2 separate regions of the Mus musculus genome follow, and region 2 is linked to region 1. A link is a contact called in public promoter capture Hi-C data. All regions are on one chromosome and are shown on one strand. The core of a region is the stretch at or near the end of the contact, and the rest is flanking DNA. Distances in the headings are between cores, read along the strand shown. Region 1 holds the start of Tug1 (taurine upregulated gene 1). Region 2 holds the start of Urgcp (upregulator of cell proliferation).

Evidence for each region. Capture Hi-C pulls out chosen DNA fragments and counts their contacts.
Region 2: a promoter capture Hi-C map of liver shows a contact between it and region 1, with 6 times the contacts expected there. The contact joins the promoter of Urgcp here to the promoter of Tug1 in region 1. A contact is called at or near these places in 2 of 9 other capture datasets (adipose tissue and liver).

Annotation. Positions count from the first base shown.
Region 1 is chr11:3,646,837-3,652,760 of GRCm38.p6, forward strand. It overlaps Tug1 (taurine upregulated gene 1), which reads right to left and starts at 1,978. Exons shown (of 4, transcript NR_002321.2): 1 at 1,917-1,978; 2 at 1-242. It overlaps Morc2a (microrchidia 2A), which reads left to right and starts at 2,601. Exons shown (of 27, transcript NM_001159288.2): 1 at 2,601-3,310; 2 at 3,472-3,611. The coding sequence starts at 3,544.
Region 2 is chr11:5,737,653-5,743,552 of GRCm38.p6, forward strand. Urgcp (upregulator of cell proliferation) reads right to left here and starts at 3,524. Exons shown (of 6, transcript NM_178623.3): 1 at 3,445-3,524. The coding sequence starts at 3,458.

The DNA.
Region 1 (5,924 bases), core at 728-3,227:
AACTACTGCATGTACTTTATGAACCTCCAATCCTGGACATCTGTGTTTTGTCATGGAATTTCAAGCTTTTAAGTTCCAGTTGATTTTATTTTTTCTCCTTCTCCAGAGGAAAGCCTTTTAACACCACAGTCTTAAAGAGTCTTTTGAGGTACATCCAGATTTAATTACAAAAGAGCTAAGACCAACAGAGTTTTTCTTCAAAACAGTCATTTCTCTTGAAAGGAAACCATTTGTCTCTGGCCCTTTGGTAAAGGGAATAAGTCAACTTATTTTTTTAGACATTTGAATAAAATATCAGAATTGGTAACATCTAATCATACAAAATACACTTAAATATGTTTGTGTTCACTTGCTTAGAGAGCTGTACCACTTAATAAGCACCACTCCACAAAACAAAAATGTTTGAAACCCAACTGTTCAAACATTTTAATAGTGTTTGCTGGATAATGGCCTGGAATTTGATAAAAGCAGCTGACAATAAACAAACAAACAAACGGCATTTTGGCCATTCAGTCTCACATTTGCAAGCAATTAGAATACAAGGCTGGTTAGGAAAAAGTTAAGCTTCAAAATGATTCCAAATATCTGATTTTGTGTCCCAGCCAGAGTCCAACAAAGTTTTTTCAAAAACTTTAGCCTTCAATTTAAAAAACAAAACAAAAAACCCCCCCAAAAAAAAAAAAAAAAAAAAAAAAAAAAAAACCCCAAACATTTTCAGGAATCCAACGCCTGGTTCAGTCTGTTCCAAGTAGCCCTCTTGCTAAAAATCCATGTGCACTATTAACTGGTTTTGGCAGCACCATTTAAAAATAATCCTGTTCACTATCAACCACGAAAACCAGGGATATAAAATAGGAGCAAATAATGGGTGTCAATCATGGTTGTAAAAAAATAGTTAACGAGAGAAAAGTAGTCAGGCACCAGTACGAGCAGCAGAAAACAATCGCTGGGCCAGAGATTACACTTCTTGTTACTCGAGGACACATTCACTCCTAATTGTAGCTGCTTTCTAGTGGGTGCCATTGTACCATAGGCATCAGCCACCCTTCAGGCACCCTATGGTGAAAGGAAAGGGCTTTGACTAAAAGCCAAGCAGTGAAGTGATGGTACCTGAAACAGCCATTATGCAGTAAGAAGCAGCTCACATATACCAGGGACTCAAATGGGGGCTTCATATTGGTTGTGAAGGGTCCCAGATGACATGTAGGCCTCAGTTTCCTCCCGGTGGCAAAAACTGTTCTAAACTCTTCTGGGTCATAGCCCCCTTTGAAAACTCGCTACTGAAGGATCTACTCATCCCCCTAGAAAACACTTTCCCACGTGTTTCTGTACAGAAGAAGTTCAGGGAACCTTCCCATCTCCAACTCCAATAAAAGGTTCCCGAATTTAATTTCAGGGAATGAGCAATTGTTATGACTTCTTGCAACTCAAAGGAAAAAAAAACAATAATCATCTTTCTGTAAACCGACACTTTTGAAGAGAGCTTCCAATTCCATACACACACTGATAGGCAGAGGAGGAAACTGAGGCGCAGACAGATTACAGAGTGACTTGCCTAAGGTCACTCGGCCAGCGAGTGGCTAGGCCCGGAAGCAAACCCAGATCTTCCGACTCCGGAGCTCGAATCCCCACCCCGGAGCTGCCGCCAGCGCTCTCGCTCCCCACTAAGGTGGCATAAGTAGGAAAAGGCAAAGGAGGAAGCCCACCACCAACCATCCTCCAGCTCCCTCTTGACCCTCCAACTGGGTCCTAGCAGGCCCCGAGGGGTGGCGCCAGGCCTCCAGGCCAGCCCCGGCCACCCCAGCTTCCCCCGCCGCCTCCCCGGGAGCGGGGCGGAGTTGCCCGCCGCCGCCAACCACCCGGACGACCCCTCGTCGGATCGCAAAAGCATAGGCCGCCGCCCGAGTTCTGCGTACGAGAAGAAAGACGCGGCGCGAGCGCCAACGGCCACCGGGCGCGCGCCGCGGCGGCCGGGCCTGCGCCCCAAGAGCTGGATGCCAGAGCAGGAGAAAGAGCCGCCAACCGATCGCTCGATCGACCGCACGCCCGCTCCTTCGCCCTACCAGACCGGGGAGGGGGGGAGGGCGCGCCAGGGCTTCTTCGAGTTAGGGGCCTGACTCCCCGGCGACAAGACAAGATGGCTCCTCCGCTCTGCTCTGCAGCTACCGTCCCGGCTGCGTCTCTCGGCCCGCCCCCGGTACTGTTCCTTTAAATGGCCGAGAGGGGTCAGGAAAGCAGGAAGAGAGGCGCGCGCCCTCACGTGATGGGGGCGGACCGGCCAAACAAGATCCGGTCACGTGGACCGACGTCGCTCGCCAATCAGAAGGTGGAGTCTCAGGGCGGGGGCGGGAAGACTTCGAGCTCTGTGATTGGCCGAAGGTGCGCTGGAGGCCTCGGCGGCCGGGCCGTCGGGAGTGAGCGAGGTGATTCGCGCTGCGTGCGCTTACGGAGACAAAGCGGTGGCTGAGGTAGCGGTGGCGCGGGCAGCACCGGCCGCAAAGCCGTACTGAACGCTGAATCTCGTGACGCCCAGCCTGTCATCGTCTGTTGAGGCGCGGCGTGTCGTGTCGTGTCGCGGCGCGGGCGGGCGGCGGCGGCGGCGGCGGCAGCGGCAGCGGAGGCAGCACATGGTTCCAAGAGCGCGCTGCGGTGGTTGAGTTCCAATTCCACGGGGAGGGACAAAGGCATCTGCGAGCTGCAGGCAACGCCCGATCGGATCTGGTGGTGCACTCGCCACTTTCCTCTGTTCTCCCAGGCTCTGGGACTAACTCCTGTCTGTCGGTAGCGAGGAGGTGGCCACAGGACCCAGGCCTGGGAAGGCCCGAGGGCCCGAGGCCATCTTCTGAAGGGTGTGGGGGAAGGGCGCACCTGAGGTGATTCGGGAGGGTAGGTTGTGAGGTGTTTCTGTGGGCCACTGTGAGTAATTTCACCCACAACCTGTGGTGATTGTGGCATAATAGCAAGCTGTGTTTGGGCGGGGTTTGGGAAAAGAAATCTGTCAGTCAGCACCAAGGACCTTTCTGTTGGAAAGCGGTGAAGCCAGAAGTAGCCTCCACTCCACTGCACTGTCCAGTAGAGCACTCTTTTGAGGAGCCTGGTGTCTTCGGTGGTGACAAAGTCTTCGGTGGTAATGAAGTAGGTGAACCGTCAGAAGTAGGTCAATTTCCTGAATTTAGGAGAACAGAAAAGGACTTGAACGTGAAGTTGAAGCTGTAAACCTCCAAGTTTGAAGACCATTCAGAACCGTTCACTTTTGATGTGCGTCGGAATTGTGTGAAGAAAGCTTGACCCCCCGGAGCACTTAAGGACAGTAGGTTTCGAATATAGTTCTTTCCAAAGTATTACATCAGAGTCATTGAAATACTTAAATCACTCGCAGTTTTAAATATCTGCCTGTATTTTGAATAGATACTAGGGAAATTTTTTTTTTATGTGTCACTAAGAAGCACAAATTTACCCTTTACTGATCAGAATCCTGGGGAAATCGATTTCACTATATGTACTTTCCTGTTAACCGGCAAAGACTGAAGACTCATTGCTGTCATGGCCTTCACCAATTACAGCAGTCTCAACCGAGCTCAACTAACCTTTGAATATCTCCACACAAATTCGTAAGTATCTTGTTAGGTGCCACTGAGGTAACCAGTAACTCCTCCTTGATGTTAATATGGAAATCCTTTCTCCAGAAAATTTTGCTTTTTTATTCTTTGGCTTGTGTCATTGGAGTAAGATGTATCACTGGATGTCTTGAGCTCTGTATTGAAGAACTGAGATCAGTGAATTATTTGTTGGTAATCTAGAAGAAAATGATTTCACTTACTGGATCAAAAATTTCAAAATACAAACTTTATATCATATTGAGTTGTTTCATCCAAGTGTTTAATAGGAATCCAGCAAAACTGCTCTTTGGATCATCAAAATTTGGACCATCTAGTATCAACTGTTGCACATCTTTAGTAACATCCTAGACAATTGGGTTTATAACAAGTGTTTCTAACAACAGCAACAACCACAAGATGATGATGACAAAAATGACCAACTTGGAAGAAGAAAGCATTTGTTAATTTTCAGCAAACAATTGGTTTTGTCATTTTGGCAAATTGGCTGTAAATCCAATGTAGTTTATATATGCTAAGGAAGAGTGGAAGTTTCTTTAAAGGCCTTGATTTAGGTAGTCTTTTTCCAAAGTATGTGAAATCACAGAAGGATGCTGTGTTCATGGTCTTGAGTAAGTGAAGAGATTAACATCATTACCATTTGGTATGGAATATTTTAGGGTTTGTGTATTTGTTTAGTTAATTAGTTTGGAAACAGGGTCTTTCTACCTAGCCCAGCCAGGCCTGAACCAGACCAGGCTAGTCTGGAACTCAGAGATCTGCCTGCCTCTGCCTCCTAAGTGCTAGAATTATAGGTGTGTGCCACCAAGCCCTTCATTAGGTTATCTTGCCAAAATCTAATCTTTCCATTCACCTCCTAAATGCTGGGATTATAGGTGTATGCTACCAAGCCCTTCATTAAGTTATCTTGTCGGAGTCTAATCTTTCAGTTCACCTGTTACTTTTGGGTTCAAGGTAAGTATTAGAGTATTTGGATAAGGAGGTAAAGAAAACCTAGATGAATAAATGGTCCAGTTAGAAAAAACATCTGCAGAGTAGAGACCATAGACTTCAGGTATCTCATAATAGTACAGTAATTTTCTAGTCTTTTGTGATTCCATGATACTTAAAAAAAACTTTTGAATAGTAAATTTTTCTGAGCAGTGATTTGTTCAATGCCAAGAGGTTTAATTTTGCATTATTTAGGAAGGTTTTTGGTTTGTTTGTTTCTTCCTTCCTTTCTTTTAATTGAGGTAGATCACAGAGAGAGATGGTACCACAGAGATTACCTTGGATACAGATTATGAATCTGGAACCTAGGTCACTGATCAAAGATGCTAGCACAGCCTTTGGCCACACTTTCGATATTCTTTATATTTGAGCTACATATTAAGAATAAGCAGATGAAGAGACTTAAATGTTCATGGCTGCGTGTGTTCTATAAAGGGGTCAGATTTGAATTTTGACCTGGCAGAGCAAATTTGGAATTATAAATATACTGAAACTTGGATGACCCTGAACTGGCCTTCAAAAATCTGTCTTGTTCCAGCATCACTATAGACTTTGTGCAATAACAGTAATATCAGCAATTCATTGCTTCCACTACTTACTGTTTTAAATATAAAGTAATTTCTAAGACAAATCTATAGGTTTAGAATTATTCTTGTCTTGCATTTGAGAAACCCGAGGCTCAAAGAAATTAAAGGCTTACAGAGAGGCAGCTGGAGAGGCAAGTTAAAGGTATCCAGATTTAAGACAGTATGAAGCATTTGGCTACAGTGCTTAATTTTAACCTACTATTGACCATTACTTTGAAGGTTTTGTTTTTCTGTCTGTAAGGCAGAGAATTTAACTTCCTGATTTATTATTTTGGTTTATTTTATTAAACTTCTAAGTATAATTTCTCCCTTTGTTATTGTACACATTATTAACAGTTTATGAACATTGCCAAAGCAAGGAAGTAAACTGAGTTACTTGAATAAAGTGATGTTGGAAAATTTTCTGTGAATTTTATCCATGTTGAATTGAAATTAGTGCTTGCTTCAACATAGAAGGATTGGCATATCATTTTGGAAATTTTGGAATTTCTTACCTGGACCACAAATTTGAATTTTGAAATATTTCTACTATGAATGTGTCTTGTTTTACTTGAAGAAAACACTAACTGTACAACACCACAATGAGGGTGTTTTTCTTTTAGTCAGAGCTTAACTGTAGCCCAGGCTGGCTTTGAACCTCATACCCTCAACCTCTTAAGTGCTGGGATTTCTGGTGTGGGCCATTGTTAAGTTTTTTTTTTGTTTTTTTTTTTGTTTTTTTTGTTGTTGT
Region 2 (5,900 bases), core at 2,274-4,773, 2.1 Mb after region 1:
CACCCAGTATTCACAGACATGCATAACTCCCATTGAGAGGATCTGAAGCCCTCTTCTGACTTCCTTAGGCACCAGACACACATGTGGTGCACACAAACACATGCAAGCAAATCATTCATATACATAAATAAATCTTTAAAAAAAAGTTTAAGCCGGGCGTGGTGGAGCACGCCTTTAATCCCAGCACTTGGGAGGCAGAGGCAGGTGGATTTCTGAGTTCGAGGCCAGTCTGGTCTACAGAGTGAGTTCCAGGACAGCCGGGGCTACACAGAGAAACCCTGCCTCGAAAAACCAAAAAAAAAAAAAAAAAAAAAAAAAAAAAAAAAAAAAAAAGTTTAAAGGTTTGCTGTATTAGCTGGCTATGTTAGTGCTTATCCAAGTACTAGGGAGATAGAGGCAAGAGAATCAGGACTTCAAGGTCACCCTCAGCTGCAGTGAGTTTGAGGCCTGCCCAGTCTACAAGAGACCCGGAGACCCTGTCTCAAATCCTTTGATGTTAGCCAGTTTCGGATACTTGCTGGGTGTCTTAGAAGAAACCCTCTCAAGATAACAGGAAAAGCAACACTAGTATTTTAGTATTTTAAGAGAGACGGTCTTACAGAAAATGTGAAAGGTGTTTGTGTGCAAACCTGGCTCCCTGAGTTCTATTCCAGAGCTCCCATAAAGGCAGAAGGAAAGAATTTGCTCTGTAAGGTTTCCTTTAACTTCCACGCTACCCCATCACACACACAGTCTAGGAGTCTAGGATGGCCTGCGACCCTGCTAAGAATGAGAATGCTTTTGAGCACAGGGAGAAAGAAGGCCAGCGATCCCAGCATTCCAGAGACCAAAGCTGGAGGATCATGAATTCAAGGCCTGACTGGGTGACATAGTCATACCTTGTCTTGAGCCCAACAATAGCTAGATTTTGTTTCCAGGACCATAAACATCACCCTAACACTGCATACAATATTTCAAAGAACAGAGAAACTCCTAGAAACCTACATGTGAATTGTGAATCAACAGTTAAGTCCACAGAAATAGCCATGAAAATGCAGAATCTGTATTGAGATGAGCAGAGATGGCTGACAGAGGAAACCCAAACTATCAAAGAGAAGGCTAAACAGGAAGATCTCTGTAGGTGGGAGTGAGAGCAAGGCTGGCAGGCATCTCCCTGCCTTTCCTCTGGGCAGCGGGCAATCGTAAGTGCTGTTAGAACCGACAGTAACATTCCAGAGTTCATTTTTATTTTAAGACAGGTTCTCATGCATTCCAAGCTGACGTCTTCTAACAGAGGATGGTGCTGACCATCTGATCACCTGGCCTCTACTCCAGAGTGCTAGAATTACAGCCTAGTTTATGTGGTGCTGAGGACTGAACTAAAGTGCTTCTGGTTAGGCCACCTGTAAAGGGTGGGACCTGCTCAGAAGGGGCCAGATGGACAGATGGACTGTGTCGCGTCCTCTCCTCTACAATGCTTACCAGATTCCCCCAGAGACAGCTGTGGTGAGGCCGACTGGAGATGCCCTTTAGTGGTAGGCAAAGAGTCCACGGTCCCTGCCTTCTCTTCTATTTATTTAGCTCAAGACACAGTGGATTATGGGTCATCTCTCAAACACATCTTTTCTTTCTTTGACACTATGCCTAGCACATCTGTAAGGTACTCAAAACAAGTTAAGAGTTTTTTTTTTCTTTCCTCTCTAGTTCTATCATAGATCACTGACACTGCTACTTAGCAAAAAAAAAAAAAAAAAAAAAAAAAAAAAAAAAAATCAAATGTAGAGACACCCCTCCCCAGAACAGCTCCTTCCATTTCTGCCATGTATTGATCTATATTTGCTCTCTAAAACACCTAATATAGTAGTGTATGCATATCAAAGTAAGCATAGATTTCTCCTTAAATGGAGTATACTAAAAGTTTTGTGACCTCAGTTTTGTTAATAGACACCCCTTAGGAAATTACAGATTACTATTAATATTACAAATTAATTGGATCACTCACAACTAGAATCGCAAATATTAATACCACCTATATATACAGACCATGGTTCAGGCATTACACTATTCTGTTATCAGACAATACCATAATTCTGTGGGTCCAGGCACACAGAATTATTAATCCTAGGAGATCCTCCTCCAACCCCTGTCTACAAAGCAGTGTGTTTAGACACAAAATGTACTAAGCTGTCTTACAAGCCTAATGGCAGCTGCCACAGGCTCAAACACTGCCTTACACTTTCCTATGAGGCTGGGCAAGAATGTAGAGGGACCTTGGCCCTCTGGGTCCAAAGCCTGGCCTGCCCAGGATGGATCACAGTTTATTCTCCTTATGAGCTCAAAGTACTGGATACCCAGCTGGCATTGAAAAAGGCCTGGTCTCAGAAGTGCCTGCTTGCCCTCGAGCCTAGAAAGGCATTAGGCAGGTGGAAATTGCCCATGATCTGACTGGCGCCTGCAGGCCTGGATCAAGTTCAGATTGCTTCATTCACCTTCATTCAGACCACTGTACCGAGCCAAATCACTCCCTAGCATAGTGAAGTCTGCCTTTGTGGGAGAGCTAACTTCTACATGCTTCCCCCAGAAGTCCTCCTGCACCTGTAAGTCTTCTAACTGCAATGATACACAGCGTGGGCTGCTACCAGTACTACTGGGTCTGAGACCCTCTGAATGATGGCGTACAGTCAAAAAGATGTTTACCACCTATAGCGATGACCTTGAGACCCATTTTCCTTTCTGTGACATAAAAGCATTAGTCCAATCATGTCATTTCAGATCTCATAACCAGTAAAATCAAATCAAACGGTAGTAATGAACTGTTGAGAAAATGAGAAAAAAATACAAACTATGTGTCACTATATAATTTCCTAAGAACACTATTTGGGAGAGAGAACGAGCACTAGGAAAGAGGTAATACCAGAACAAGTGTAGCCATCCCACAGAAGCACCCCCACCCCCACCCCAACACAGGCAGTCTTAGATCCCGAATCCGCTTTTTCACTCTGGACAAGGGTCCAGTCCAGCTGAGCCCCACTTGCCCTGACGTGGGACAGCCTGGGGATGTCCCCTAATGACTGTGAACCCAAGCATCAACTTCCAACGCAAGCAAGTCTAAACGCCAGAAACACACGTCAGGCCTGCTAAGCCGCTCTGCGGCCTCAGCCGAGCCCTAGGACCCCGAGTCCCCTCCCGCAGCTTCCTTGCTGCCCCTCTCCAGAACCCGTTTCTCCGGCCCTGACCGGCCGCTGTCCTGGCTGGTCCTGCCCGCGGCCCTGCCGGGAGACCCTGGCCCGGCTACGACCGCCCAAGGTCGGCGGGGGAGGCCGCGGGTCGTGGACAGGCACCTGGCGGGACAGAGTCAGCCGGGGTCCGGCCGAGGCCAAGGGGGCGCCGGGTGGTGGACACGCACAGTTCCGCCCGCCCCTCGCCCAACAGGCGCCCCCCGCACACCCGGAGCGCCTCACTCACCCCGGCGACGCCATGAGCGCAGCGGCCTGGGCGCTCCCGCCTCCTCCGCTGCTTGCGCGGCTGCCGCCGGGCGCCGGGGAGGGGCCTGTAGGCCGCCCCCGCCCGCTCCGTTAGGGCGTCGGGCGCCGTGGGCTGAGCTCAGTGGAGGGCAGGCGGGCGCCTGGGGCGAGGGAGAGGACGCCCTGGGCCCAGAGCACTACCTACGGCAGCCACCGGCCAGGCCGGCCCGCTGCCCGGAGGCTGGAACTCACCTGCGGAGCCAGACCTGCCCTGGGGCCACTGACAGCTGCCAGACTGCTGGACACCACCCTCTAGTCCCCGCATTCTGATGTTAATTTCTGTAAGAAACGCACTTTCCTCTACCTCTGGGGTGTACAGTGTTGCTGTTCTAAAGGAAAACAACATCTCTCCTGCTACTAGTTCGCAGCGGGGTGGAGTAATGTTGGCCTCTGAGCTGGTTTCCCACTTTTTTTTTAAGTGTGTATATTAAGCCTTATCTTGTATTACATAGAAATAAAAAGTTTAGAACTTGTGCAGTGGGGTTTCCCAGAATCACCTACAAGCTATGAATATTTAGGCATGTAAAATTTTGAGGCTTGGTTCCAGCCCCTGCTAAATTAGTTTCAAAGACAAATTATATCTTTTAAGAGAAAATACCTAATTTAAAGAAACAAACTCTGGACTATGCAGTGCAAACCACTGCTGGTGGCATTTTTGTGTTATCACATTAAGTTGTTTTTTCAATTTATTTTTTTCATACAGTGCATTTTCCTTTCTGTGACATAAAAGCATTAGTCCAATCATGTCATTTCAGAACTCATAACCAGTAAAATCAAATCAAACGGTAGTAATGAACTGTTGAGAAAATGAGAAAAAAAATACAAACTATGTGTCACTATAATTTCCCTTCCCAGCTCCTCCCCACCTTCCTACCTTCAAGTTCTTTTTCTTTATTTTCATTGAGACAGGTTCTCTGTTTAACACTGTCCTGCCAAGAGCTTGCTGTGTAGACCAGGATGGCCTTGAATTCATGGAGTTCCACCTGCCTGCTTTTTCTCCAGAGTGCTGAGATTAAAAGTGTGCACCACCATGCGGGGCAGGGCCCAACATTGAGATAGTATTCTCTTCACCACTAAGAATATTAAACACCGGGCTGGAGAGATGGCTCAGTGGTTGAGAGCACTGAATGCTCTTCCAGAGGTCCTGAGTTCAAATCCCAGCAACCACATGGTGGCGCCCAACCATCGGTAATGAGATCTGACGCCCTCTCCTGGAGTGTCTGAAGACAGCTACAGTGTATTTACAGATAATAAAATAAATAAATCTTAAAAAAAAAGAATATTAAACACCAAAGAGATTATAAAGCACCGAAGAGATAATTGAACAATTTGCCCATCGACCAGAACACCTAGGCTGGAAACTGGGCTCTGCCTACTTACTAGCTACAGTTGCCCAGATAAGACAGGAGCTCTCCAGGGCCACCACTCCTCATTCTCTTCTTCTCTGAGGGCTAAATAAATGAATACTCCTTTAGTACAGGTTCTCTTTCAGTACTTGAATCCAGTCAGTGCTTCTGGACATTCTTGCCCTCTTCAGGAAAACAAAAGCTAACAATTACTTGAGATGTTCAGAAGACATCAGAGAGCTACCCAGGAAAGCTGACAAATGGAAAGTTCGATACAAAGTACAAATCCAGAAGAAAGGGTGAGAAAGGTTGAGGACTGGGCAATCATAAATGGCTGGATTCAAGGCAGTAATGATCGCCACTAGAGAAGGCCAGACTAAAGCAAGTTTAAAAAACCAAAACAAGCAGGGCGGTGGTGGCCTCGCCTTTAATCTCAGCACTTGGGAGGCAGAGGCAGAGGCAGAGGCAGAGGCAGAGGCAGAGGCAGAGGCAGAGGCAGAGGCAGAGGCAGAGGCAGAGGCAGAGGCAGAGGCAGAGGCACAGGCAGGTGGATTTCTGAGTTCAAGGCCAGCCTGGTCTACAAAGTGAGTTCCAGGACAGCCAGGGCTACACAGAGAAACCCTGTCTTGAACACCCCCCCCCCCAAAAAAAAACAAAACAAAACAAAACAAAAACCTAAATTGATGTGCAAAAGGAAGCCTCTTCCGCCAGGCTGTGGTAGTGCAGGCCTTCAGTCCCAGCCCTCAGGGAGCAGTGTCCCACACCACACATTGGACCAAAGGAAGCCTGTCCCCAGTTGGTTTTTGACTGGTCAATAAAGTTTCCGGTGGCTGATGACTGGGTAGGAAGACAGAGACAGGACTTTTAGGATTCCCAGGAAGGGAAGGAGGAAGAGGAGATTCCTCCAAGACCGGAGTGTAGGAGACGGACCACTCTGGAAAGGCGCAGGAGGGTGAAACAGCTGACATGTAGGTTCAGGGGAAAGCAGCCATAGGAGGGCTGCCTAGCAGGGTCCTGGGCAGCGAAGATGAAATATAGATTTAGTAAGTAT